2 separate regions of the Mus musculus genome follow, and region 2 is linked to region 1. A link is a contact called in public HiChIP or PLAC-seq data. All regions are on one chromosome and are shown on one strand. Each heading gives the region's core, a stretch centred on a gene start, on an enhancer-like site or on the middle of the called end of the contact. The rest is flanking DNA. Distances are from core to core; before and after follow the strand shown.

The links. HiChIP or PLAC-seq counts read pairs in DNA pulled down with a chosen protein or histone mark.
Region 2: a contact with region 1 is called in an H3K27ac HiChIP or PLAC-seq map of embryonic stem cells, with 3 times the contacts expected there. The contact joins two enhancer-like sites. A contact is called at or near these places in 4 of 115 datasets of contacts at active chromatin or transcription factors (embryonic stem cells, large pre-B cells and pancreatic cancer cells).

The regions. Positions count from the first base shown.
Region 1 is chr14:65,375,748-65,380,857 of GRCm38.p6, forward strand. All of the region lies in intron 1 of Zfp395 (zinc finger protein 395), which reads left to right. Among named protein-coding and RNA genes, the nearest start is that of Zfp395, 20 kb to the left of the region's middle. Within about 2 kb of position 3,009, at least 22 of the 459 cell types and tissues checked have an H3K27ac peak or open chromatin away from gene starts, as enhancers often do. A contact at or near this core is called in embryonic stem cells, where this site is marked.
Region 2 is chr14:65,622,489-65,627,604 of GRCm38.p6, forward strand. Nuggc (nuclear GTPase, germinal center associated) reads left to right here. Exons shown (of 19, transcript NM_001195674.2): 11 at 673-778; 12 at 1,531-1,664. Among named protein-coding and RNA genes, the nearest start is that of Gm30245, 5.7 kb to the left of the region's middle. Within about 2 kb of position 2,198, at least 48 of the 459 cell types and tissues checked have an H3K27ac peak or open chromatin away from gene starts, as enhancers often do. A contact at or near this core is called in embryonic stem cells, where this site is marked.

The sequences.
Region 1 (5,110 bases), core at 1,759-4,258:
GAATCGCCGGCACATTTGCTGGCACCCGGAGCCTGGTTCTCCGCCACAGGGAAGGTGCAGGGCTGCCGGGTGACCTATTGATTTCAGCCAGGAGCGTCGCCAGGTACTTTGCCTCTTCCGCCAAGCCCTCTGCTTGTTTATTTGGCCTTGTCAGGGAATGTGGTAATGTCAGGGAGTGACGTCTGAACCCTGCAGCCTCCTCTTCCAAGTGGGCTCACCGTCAGCAGCCATTCTGTTCATTTGGCATCACCAGGGTCTGAGGTTAATCCGTTCAAATGGTGACCACGTTCTAAAGGGCACTTGCTCTAAGCACTTCTTTGGAAAAAGAAGAAAGAAAAAAGAATTATATCCTATGCTCTGCTTCTCTTCAAGGAGGAAAATGTCACCTGCTCTCCTTTCGCCAGAGGCCCCTTCTTTCCTGGGTCACCCTTCCTACCCCTCAATTCCTGGAGAAGGGAGAACCAAACCCAGGAGGAGCCACCAAGACTGTAAATGTTCCCCCACCGGGTTCCTAAGGTGATCTTGGGCAAATGAGTGGCTTTCTTAAGGGACCCTGCTTTCTCCACGGCAAAAAGGGGTACAACTGTCCCTCCAAATTAAAAATGATCTTTCATTCACTTACTGTGTGCCTGTGCCTGTACCTCGCATGTGCGTGTGGAGTTCGGCCAGAACACAGCCTAGTCTGCAGGAGGTGGTTCTAGTCTTCTACCATGTGAGACCCAGGGATGTGGTTCAGGTCCCTGGGCTTGGTGACAGGCACCTTTTCCCCTGAGCCATCCTCCATGTTTTATTGGGTTACTGGGGTAGGAAAGAACAGCAGCCCCCAAATTGTCTGTTAAATTGAGAGTAGACAGGGAACCACCTGAGTGTTTGCCCTTTGAGCTCCAGCACCAGGCTCCGAAGCTTGCCGGGAAAAGCCACAGAGCTGCCAGCTGTCTGGGGCCTGTCTCCCCGGGGAGACTCTGCTCCTAGTCCCCTCCCCTGAGACCTGCCTGGCTCTGGGGAGAGTGCCAAGTCAGCACTCCTTTATCTCCCTGTCTCCTCCGGGGAGGAGTTTGAGCCCAGTTTCAGTCAGGTTTAACCATAACATTCCCTCTCTGTTATGTATGTATTTACTTTCTGCTGGTTGAAACAGGATCTTCTTACTGTGTTGTCTAGGCTGTTCTCCCCTGCTTCAGCCTCCTCAGGACTATAGGGATTGCACCTATACATGTATTACCTGCTTTTTGCCCGTTCTTTTCCTCTGTGTGTGTGTGTGTGTGTGTGTGTGTGTGTGTGTGTGTGTGTGTGTGTTCAGAGCTAGGGGTTGAACCCAGAGCTTTGGTGCATGCTATTTCAATGCTGGCTCCCCCCCCTCCTTTTCATCTTTTAAAAACTTTGAAACTGAGTCTCACTAAGTCCCCAGGCTTGCCTTGAACTTACTGTGTAGCTTAGTCGGGCCTTGAACTTGGAATCCTCTTGCCTCAACTTCCCGGTTAGCTGGGATCACAACCCTGCCTGCACTATAAGGCCTGCCTCTTATGAAATCAGTCTTAGAGCAGAGTTTGAGTGCTGTCTAAGGCCCTGCCTTGGGCGGGAGAGATGGCTCAGTGGATAAGGACACTTGTTGCTCTTGCAGAGATCCTGGGTTCTGTTTTCAGTCTCCATATGTTGGCTCGCGTCTATCTGGGACGCCAGTTCTAGGTGATCAGATATTGTCTGCGGACCTCTGTGGGAGCCAGGCACGGACATGGTACACATATAAAACACTCAGACACATTAAAATATGTCTAACAACCAAAAAAACTGCTTTACTTTTTCTAAAAATGTGTATGAGTGTTTTGCCTATACGCATGTATGTTTATACATGTGTGCAATACCCACAGAGGCCATAAGAAGGCACAAGAACCCTTGGAATTGGGGTTGTGAGCTGCCATGTGGGTGCTGGGAATTGAACCTGGGTCCTCTGCAAGAGCAGCAAATGCCCTTAACAGCAGGGTCCTCTTTCCAGCCTTCTGCCTTGCTTTGATGTCTACCTTCACGTCAGGGGAAGCAGCAGGTCCTTTTTAGAACTATTTTTTTGTTTCATTTGCAATTTTATTTGTTTTATGTGTATGAGTGTTTTGCCTGTATCACTTGCATGCAGTGCTCAAGGAGGCCTGCAGAGGGCATCAAATCCCCTAGAACTGGAATTATAGATGGTCGTGCATTGCCATGTGGGTTCTGGGAACTCCACAGGATCCTCTGCTGGAAGCAAGTACTCTTAACCACTGAGCCATTTTTCCCGGCCCCAAACTATTCTTGAATCTGGGCCCTGAGAAGATTTGATTGAAATAACAAACCTTGAGTGACAAGCAAAGTATGACAGTCTGCAAAAGGCTCTGTAGTCCCAGCGCTGCTGGTTGAATATTCTTCAGCAGAGGCTTCTGGGAAGAGAAGCTTATCAGTTATTCCACCCTGCCCCCAAACTGGGAACATCTGCAGAAATCCGTGTCTGAACCCCGAGTCATCTGTTTCATAGTCACATACCTTAAACATAATTTTACCATTTCTCGCTCACTGTGCATGTTTATGTATGTATGTATGTATGTATGTATGTATGAATGCTTACATGTATGTATGTGTCATGTGCATAACTAGTGGCCTCTGAGGTCAGGAGGGTGGTTGGATCTCCTGGACCTGTTGGTTGTGAGCTGCCACGTGGGTGCTGGGAGCTGAGTGAATGAATCCTGATCTTATGTGAGAGACTGCTCTTAACTGCCAGGTGGTCTCTGGAGCTCCTTGCACGTTATTTTTAACATGCCCGTGTTTTCACATGTAGTCACGTGTGGAATTTTCAATGTTATGACACTATACACGAGCTCTTGGTGTTTGAGGTTTTCAGATGAGAGCCCTTCCTGGGTGCTAGGCTCTGTGCTGATCACTGTCTTGTTCTAGAGAGTCAAGCCAGCAGGACAGTTAGGAACAAAGGGTGCTGTGTTTCTGTGAGAACTGGGAGGAGGGGCGGAATGGGGCGGTGCGGGGCGGGGCGGGGCGCCTGTTGCTGGGGAGAGCTGTGAACTCCTTCCTTTCCCTCAGCAGCACTGAACCGCCTCTGTCACCCCGTTGAATGCCAGCTGGGCCATGAGACCCACGGGCATATTTGCTGATCAGATTCATTTGTTATTTGCTGGAAACCGGATCGGATGACCTGCTGCTCTGGCCCATCGCTGGAGTATGAAAATGGCTCTGTTACTTGAGATCATTATTCTTCCCTTCCATGATCCTGTTACATCTGTTACTCACAACAGTAAGAGGCCCCATGCTCCATTACCGGATGTTGTGGAGAGGGGTCCAGCCCTGATTCTTGATTGGCTGATTTTTATTTAAATGTCACTTTTTTTTTTAAACCTTTAGAAAAATACAATAGTTAGAATGCCCCAAGAATTCAAACTTTACTATCTGGACAGCTGATTTGCAATTTTAAAAATTCTATGTTATTTATTTAAGTTTTGGGTGTGGGTGTGCATGTCACAGTACATGTATCTAGGTCAACAGTTTGCAGGACTTAGTTCTTTCTTTCTTTCTACCAAGTGTGTCAGACGCAGGTTGTCACTCACTCACCAGCCTGAGGCCAGTGGATTTAGAAATACCAAGTAGACCGCTAATAGATGTGCAGTGCTGTGCATCTCAAGAGTATGGTATGAAACTCTTAAATGTATATGCTCCCATTCTATAGGAGTTGGGGAGATAGCTAGGAAGCGCTCTCTGTACAGGTACGAAGAGCTGTGCCCAAGTCCCTCCAACTCAGTGAAACAGTGTGGTAGCTCAAATCTGTTCCCCCAGCTTCTACAACAAGATAGAGTGAAAGAGCAGCAGGGTGAGCGTCCCTAGCCTAGGGTACACGGGTGGGTGGTGAGGACAGACGCCTGAGGTTGCCCTCCTACCCACACATGTCCCCAGAATGTGCACACACACCAAAGAGCTGGATGGATGGCTGAGATCAGAGGCTTTGGGTTAACCCTCACTGGGATTTCGTTGTCGTCATCGTCGTCGTCTTCTTCTTCTTGATTTATTTTTATTTCTAATTATGTGTGTGTGTGACTGGGTGTGTGCACGTGAGTGCAGTTGTCCAAAGAGAGAGCAGAACAATGCCGTCAGAGCTCCCATGAGTGACATAGGTGCTGGGAATCAAACTTGAGTCTTCTGTAAGACAGTTCATTCTATGAACTGCTAAGTCCTTTTTCCAGCCCCCTTACTGGGGTTTCTAACTTAAACCAGGTGGGGTTTTCTCCTGTCTCTGGGGAGAAAAAAACCCAAGTAGGTTAAGTTTTGTTGCTGTTGGTTTTTTGTTTTGTTTTGTTTTTCCCTCAAAGGCTGAGAACCACCAGCTAATGGGGATGGGATGTGACAAAGTGCAAATGGCGGCCTGTGAACCACAATGGTTATATGAATGTATTTGCTCATAATCACTGTCAACACACAGGTGTACACTGCACCTATCAGCCGAGATACTTGCTAGTCATGTGTGGAAAGAGATGCTGGTGGAGATCTGCTGGAAACAGGAGACACGGTTTCCTGACAAACTTCTGTCTTCTGGTTGAATTTAGAAAATAACATTGAAAAGAAATTCAAGTTAAAACATTAAAGATTTAAAGGAAAAAAAAAAAAAGAAACCTGGTAGTTCTCCAGTAAAAGATGAGGACGGTACCCAGGATATTAAGTACTAAAAACTCAGGCTACTGTGTATGCGCTGGGTGTGAGATCTCTGTAAAGACACGAAAACAGGGGTTTAATAGGAGCCTCTTGTCTTCATTTCAACCCTCATCATCAACTTGGTGAACGTCAGGGCTTTTGCAGTTAGAAACCTCGCTGTAAACCTCACCTCCTCAACTCTGACACAAGTCCCATGCGTTGTGTAATAAGCCGCTGGCTTCTGACCTGTGTCCTGGAAGTGCTGCTGGGTGATGTCATGGCATGCCGCAATGCCCCTGGGTGGTGAGAGGCACAGCCGTCAGATGCAGCTCTGTGCACTTGCAGACGTGTGCTGAGAGAAAGAGAGAGAGAGAGAGAGAGAGAGAGAGAGAGAGAGAGAGAGAGGCCGTTGTCCAGTAGCCATCATGTGATGAATGGCAGTTTGTGATTCTGGACC
Region 2 (5,116 bases), core at 948-3,447, 250 kb after region 1:
TTACTTATGAACATTCATTTTTTTCTAAACAGGATCCTCTTCTGCGTGCTTACATTTGAGTAATTTTTGCTATGCGTTTCCTGCTATAATTGAAACCTTAATTTCACAGTTAAGAGAATATTGTCCAGAGATCAGTTTCTTTGTGACCTTGCTAATAGTGGACAGCTGGCAACACTTAACAATAGAAATAATTTTGACTGGGGAGGTGGCTTACTTGGTAAAGTCCTTACTATGCAAATAGGAGGTCCTGGCTTCAGATCCCCCAGCACCCACATAAAAAGCTGAGAGTGATAGTGGGTGCCTGAAATCCTGGCCTGAGGCACGCTGCCAACCACTATACCCAAATCTGTGCACTTCGGGTTCAGACTTCGATAGTAATCCTAATCCTGATCGTAATCCTAACAATGGGGAAAGTAATTAAGGAACATATTTAACGTCGACCCCTGACCTCGACATGCATGTGTTTGTGCACAAGTGCGTGTACACACACGCACGCACGCACACACACACACACACACACACACACACACACACACACACACACACACACACACTTCATATCTGCTCCCTAAGGCACTCAGTGAGTTTGCTGAGAGTTCCCTTGGGGCTTCTGTGGTGCTTCTTTGCCCACACTTGACCTATTCTGCTCTCTACATGTCTCCCCTGCTGCAGAGAAAACTGCCAGCTGACTCCAAGGTTCTGGAAGCCTCAGATCTGGTGTACACGGTCAGTGCCCATGAGTACTGGCAGCGGACCATCCTGACTGAGGAAGAAAGTGGTAATTTCTATTTTTTAACCTCAAACACTAACATCTGAAAGAATAGGCTTGGCGCTCTAAGCACCCTGCTCTAGAAATTCTCTTGCCGTAGCAAAGTTTTATTCCCACTTAACTACAGTGTTTATACCTATGAGCATGTATTTTGTGCTGCGTGTCTGTGTGCACATATAATCACTTTTTTCCTCCTTGCATTGTGTGTCTGAGACCAAAATTTTTCTCTCATCCAAATTTTACCAGAGTTAGTAAGAGTAAAAGTCAAGGCATTGGGTTGTCATTTCCTTGGTGTGTGGCTTGTGATTCTTCAGTACCCAGCTATTAGCATCAGGCATCGTTAACAGATGTATATCACATGTGTTTCTGGGAGGCGGAGAAAATAGAAGGCCATGGTTCCTTTCTCTGAATATTTTTGAGTCTAAATGAAGAGCCAATAATCCCCATGTGCAAAGATGAAAGGGAAAACCAGACTGAGAGTGTCTTGGCCCTGAGCACAAAGGAAAGCTGAGAATCTTGAGACCCATGCGTATCTGAGTGCTCTTGGTAACTAGATGAGGGTTTAAGTTGGGTTTTAGCCTAAGACTAACAGGGACTATGGCTGCACAGGTCTTAACAGATGTACATATGGGTGAATGAATGATGCTTAAAGCAGAAGTACAACAAGTTCCCCAACTCAGGGCAACTGTTTCATTGACTTCCTTTATGAATTCTATTGTGACAAATGTTTCGATATTATTTGTGCTGGTTTTGAATTGCAGAGATCCCCAAGTTAAGAGAATATATTAGGAAAAGGATCTTGGACAAGAAGAGGAGGCTGGTGACCAAGTACGTCACAGAAGCCTTTGGCCTATTGCTTCTCACAGACACGTTAAACACGGAGGAAAGCCTGCTGGTAAGGAAGGCCCCCTGGGTTGTCTCATACTCTGCCTGTGAAACTGTTAGTTAGGAAGGCCCCAGTGTTGTCTCACACTCTGCCTGTGCAGGTGTAAAGTTAGAAAGGCCCTAGGTTTGTCTCACTCTGCTTGATCAGAGTGTAAGTTAGGAAGGCTCCTGGGTTGTCTCACACTCTGCCTGTGCAACTGTAAGTTAGGAAGGCCCCAGGGTTGTCTCACACTCTGCCTGAGCAGGATTATGTTAGGAAGGCCCCAGGGTTGTCTCACACTCTGCCTGTGCAGGGTGTAAGTTAGGAAGGCCCCAGGGTCGTCTCACACTCTGCCTGAGCAGGAGTAAGTTAGGAAGGCCCCAGGGTTGTCTCACACTCTGCCTGAGCAGGAGAAAGTTAGGAAGCCCCCAGGGTTGTCTCACACTCTGCCTGAGCAGGGTGTAAGTTAGGAAGGTCCCAGGGTCGTCTCACACTCTGCCTGAGCAGAGTAAGTTGGGAAGGGCCCTGCATTGTCTCACACTCTGCCTGGGCAGGTGTAAGGAAGGGAGGCCCCAGGGTAGTCTCACACTCTGCCTGAGCAGTAGTATGTTAGTAGGTCCCCAGGGTTATCTCATACTCTGCCTGTAAAACTGTAAGTTAGGAAGGCCCCTGGGTTGTCTCTCACTCTGCCTGTGCAGGTGTAAGTTAGGAAGGCCCCAGGGTTGTCTAATACTCTGCCTGATTAGAGTATGATTTAGGAAGGTCTCTGGGTTGTCTCAGACTCTGCCTGTACAACTGTAAGTTTGGAAGGCCCCAGGGTTGTCTCACACTCTGCCTGAGCAGGAGTAAGTTAGGAAGGTCCCAGTGTTGTCTCAAACAAAACATGAGCAGAGTATGAGTTAGAAAGTCCCCTGGGTTGTCTCAGAGTCTGCCTGTGCAACTGTAAGTTAGGAAGACCCCTGGGTTGTCTCTCACTCTGCCTGTGCAGGTGTAAGTTAGGAAGGCCCAGGGTTGTCTAATACTCTGCCTGATTAGAGTATGATTTAGGAAGGTCTCTGGGTTGTCTCAGACTCTGCCTGTGCAACTGAAAGTTTGGAAGGCCCCAGGGTTGTCTCACACTCTGCCTGAGCAGGAGTAAGTTAGGAAGGCCCCAGGGTTGTCTCACACTCTGCCTGATCAGGAGTAAGATAGGAAGGCCCCAGGGTTGTCTCACACTTTGCCTGAGCAGGAGTAAGGTAGGAAGGCCCCTGGGTTGTCTCTCACTCTGCCTGTGCAGGTGTAAGTTAGGAAGGCCCAGGGTTGTCTAATACTCTGCCTGATTAGAGTATGATTTAGGAAGGTCTCTGGGTTGTCTCAGACTCTGCCTGTGCAACTGAAAGTTTGGAAGGCCCCAGGGTTGTCTCACACTCTGCCTGAGCAGGAGTAAGGTAGGAAGGCCCCTGGGTTGTCTCTCACTCTGCCTGTGCAGGTGTAAGTTAGGAAGGCCCAGGGTTGTCTAATACTCTGCCTGATTAGAGTATGATTTAGGAAGGTCTCTGGGTTGTCTCAGAATCTGCCTGTACAACTGTAAGTTAGGAAGGCCCAGGGTTGTCTCACACTCTGCCTGAGCAGGAGTAAGTTAGGAAGGTCCCAGTGTTGTCTCAAACGAAACATGAGCAGAGTGTAAGTTAGAAAGTCCCCTGGGTTGTCTCAGAGTCTGCCTGTGCAACTGTAAGTTAGGAAGACCCCTGGGTTGTCTCTCACTCTGCCTGTGCAGGTGTAAGTTAGGAAGGCCCAGGGTTGTCTAATACTCTGCCTGATTAGAGTATAAGTTAGGAAGGCCCCTGGGTTGTCTCACACTATGCCTGTGCAGGAGTAAGTTAGGAAGCCCCCAGGGGTGTCTAATACTCTGCCTGATTAGAGTATTATTTAGGAAGGCCCCTGGGTTGTCTCACACTATGCCTGTGCAGGTGTAAGTTTGGAAGCCCCCAGGGTTATCTAATACTCTGCCTGGGCAGAGTATAAGTTAGGAAGGCCCCTGGGTTGTCTCACAGTCTTCCTGTGCAACTGTAATTTAGGAAGGCCCCAGGGTTGTCTCACACTCTGCATATGCAGGTGTAAGTTAGGAATGCCTCAGGGTTGTCTCACACTCTGCCTGAGCAGGAGTAAGTTAATAAGGCCTCAGGGTTTTCTCACACTCTGCCTGACCAGAGTGTAAGTAGGAAGTCCCTGGGTTGTCTCACAGTCTGCCTGTGCAACTGTAAGTTATGAAGGCCCCAAGGTTGTCTCACACTCTGCCTGAGCAAGTGTAATTTTGGAAGGTCCCTGGGTTGTCTCACACTCTGCCTGAGATGGAGTAAGTTAGGAAGATCCCAGGGGTGTCTCATACTCTGCCTGTCCAGTTGGAAGGAAGGAAGGCCCCAGGTTTGTCTCAAACTCTGCCTGAGAAGCGTGTAAGTTAGGAAGGCCCCTGGGTTGTCTCACAGTCTGCCTGTGCACTGTAAGTTAGGAAGGCCCCAGGGTTGTCTCACACTCTGCCTGAGCAGGGTGTAAGTTAGGAAGGCCCCTGGTTTGTTTCACAGTCTGCCTGTGCTACTGTAAATTAGGAAGGCCCCAGGGTTGTCTCACAATCTGCCTGTTTATATATTAGGACCGCCAGAGGGTTATCTCACACTCTGTCTGAGCAGAGTGTAAGTTAAGAAGGCCCCTGGGTTATCTCACAGTCTGCCTGTGCAATTGTAAGTTAGGAAGACCCCAGGGTTTTCTCACACTTTGCCTGAGCAGGATTAAGGTACGAAGGCCCCTGGGTTGTCTCACACTTTGCCGGAGCAGGAGTACTTTAGGAAGGCTTCTGGGTTGTCTCACACTTTGCGCGAGCAGGAATAAGTTACAGAGGCCCCTGGGTTGTCTCACACTCTGCCTGAACAGGAGTTAATTTGGAAAGCCCCAGGGTTGTCTCACACTCTGCCTGAACAGGAGTTAATTTGGAAAGCCCCTGGGTTGTCTCACACTCTGCCTGTGCAACTGTAAGTTAGGAAGACCTCTGGGTTGTCTCTCACTCTGCCTGTTCAGGTGTAAGTTAGAAGGCCCCTGGGTTGTCTCATATTCTGCCTGAGCAGAAAATAAGTTAGGAGGGCCTGTGGGTTGTCTCACACTCTGCCTGAGCAGGAGTAACTTAGGAAGGCCCCAGGGTTGTCTCACACTCTGCCTGTGCAGGTGTAAGTTAGGAAGGCCCCAAGTTTGTCTAATATTCTGCCTGATCACATTATAATTTAGGAAGGCCCCTGGGTTGTCTCACACTCTGCATGTGCAGGTGTAAGTTAGGAAGGCCCCAGGTTTGTCTCACATTCTGTACAAGTCGGAGGAAGTTAGGAAGGACATAGGGTTGTCTCACACTCTGCCTGAGCAGGAGTAAGTTAGGAAGGCCCCTGGGTTGTCTCAAACTCTGCCTGAGCAGGAGAAAGGAAGGCCACAGCATTTTCTCACACTCTGCCTTTGCAATT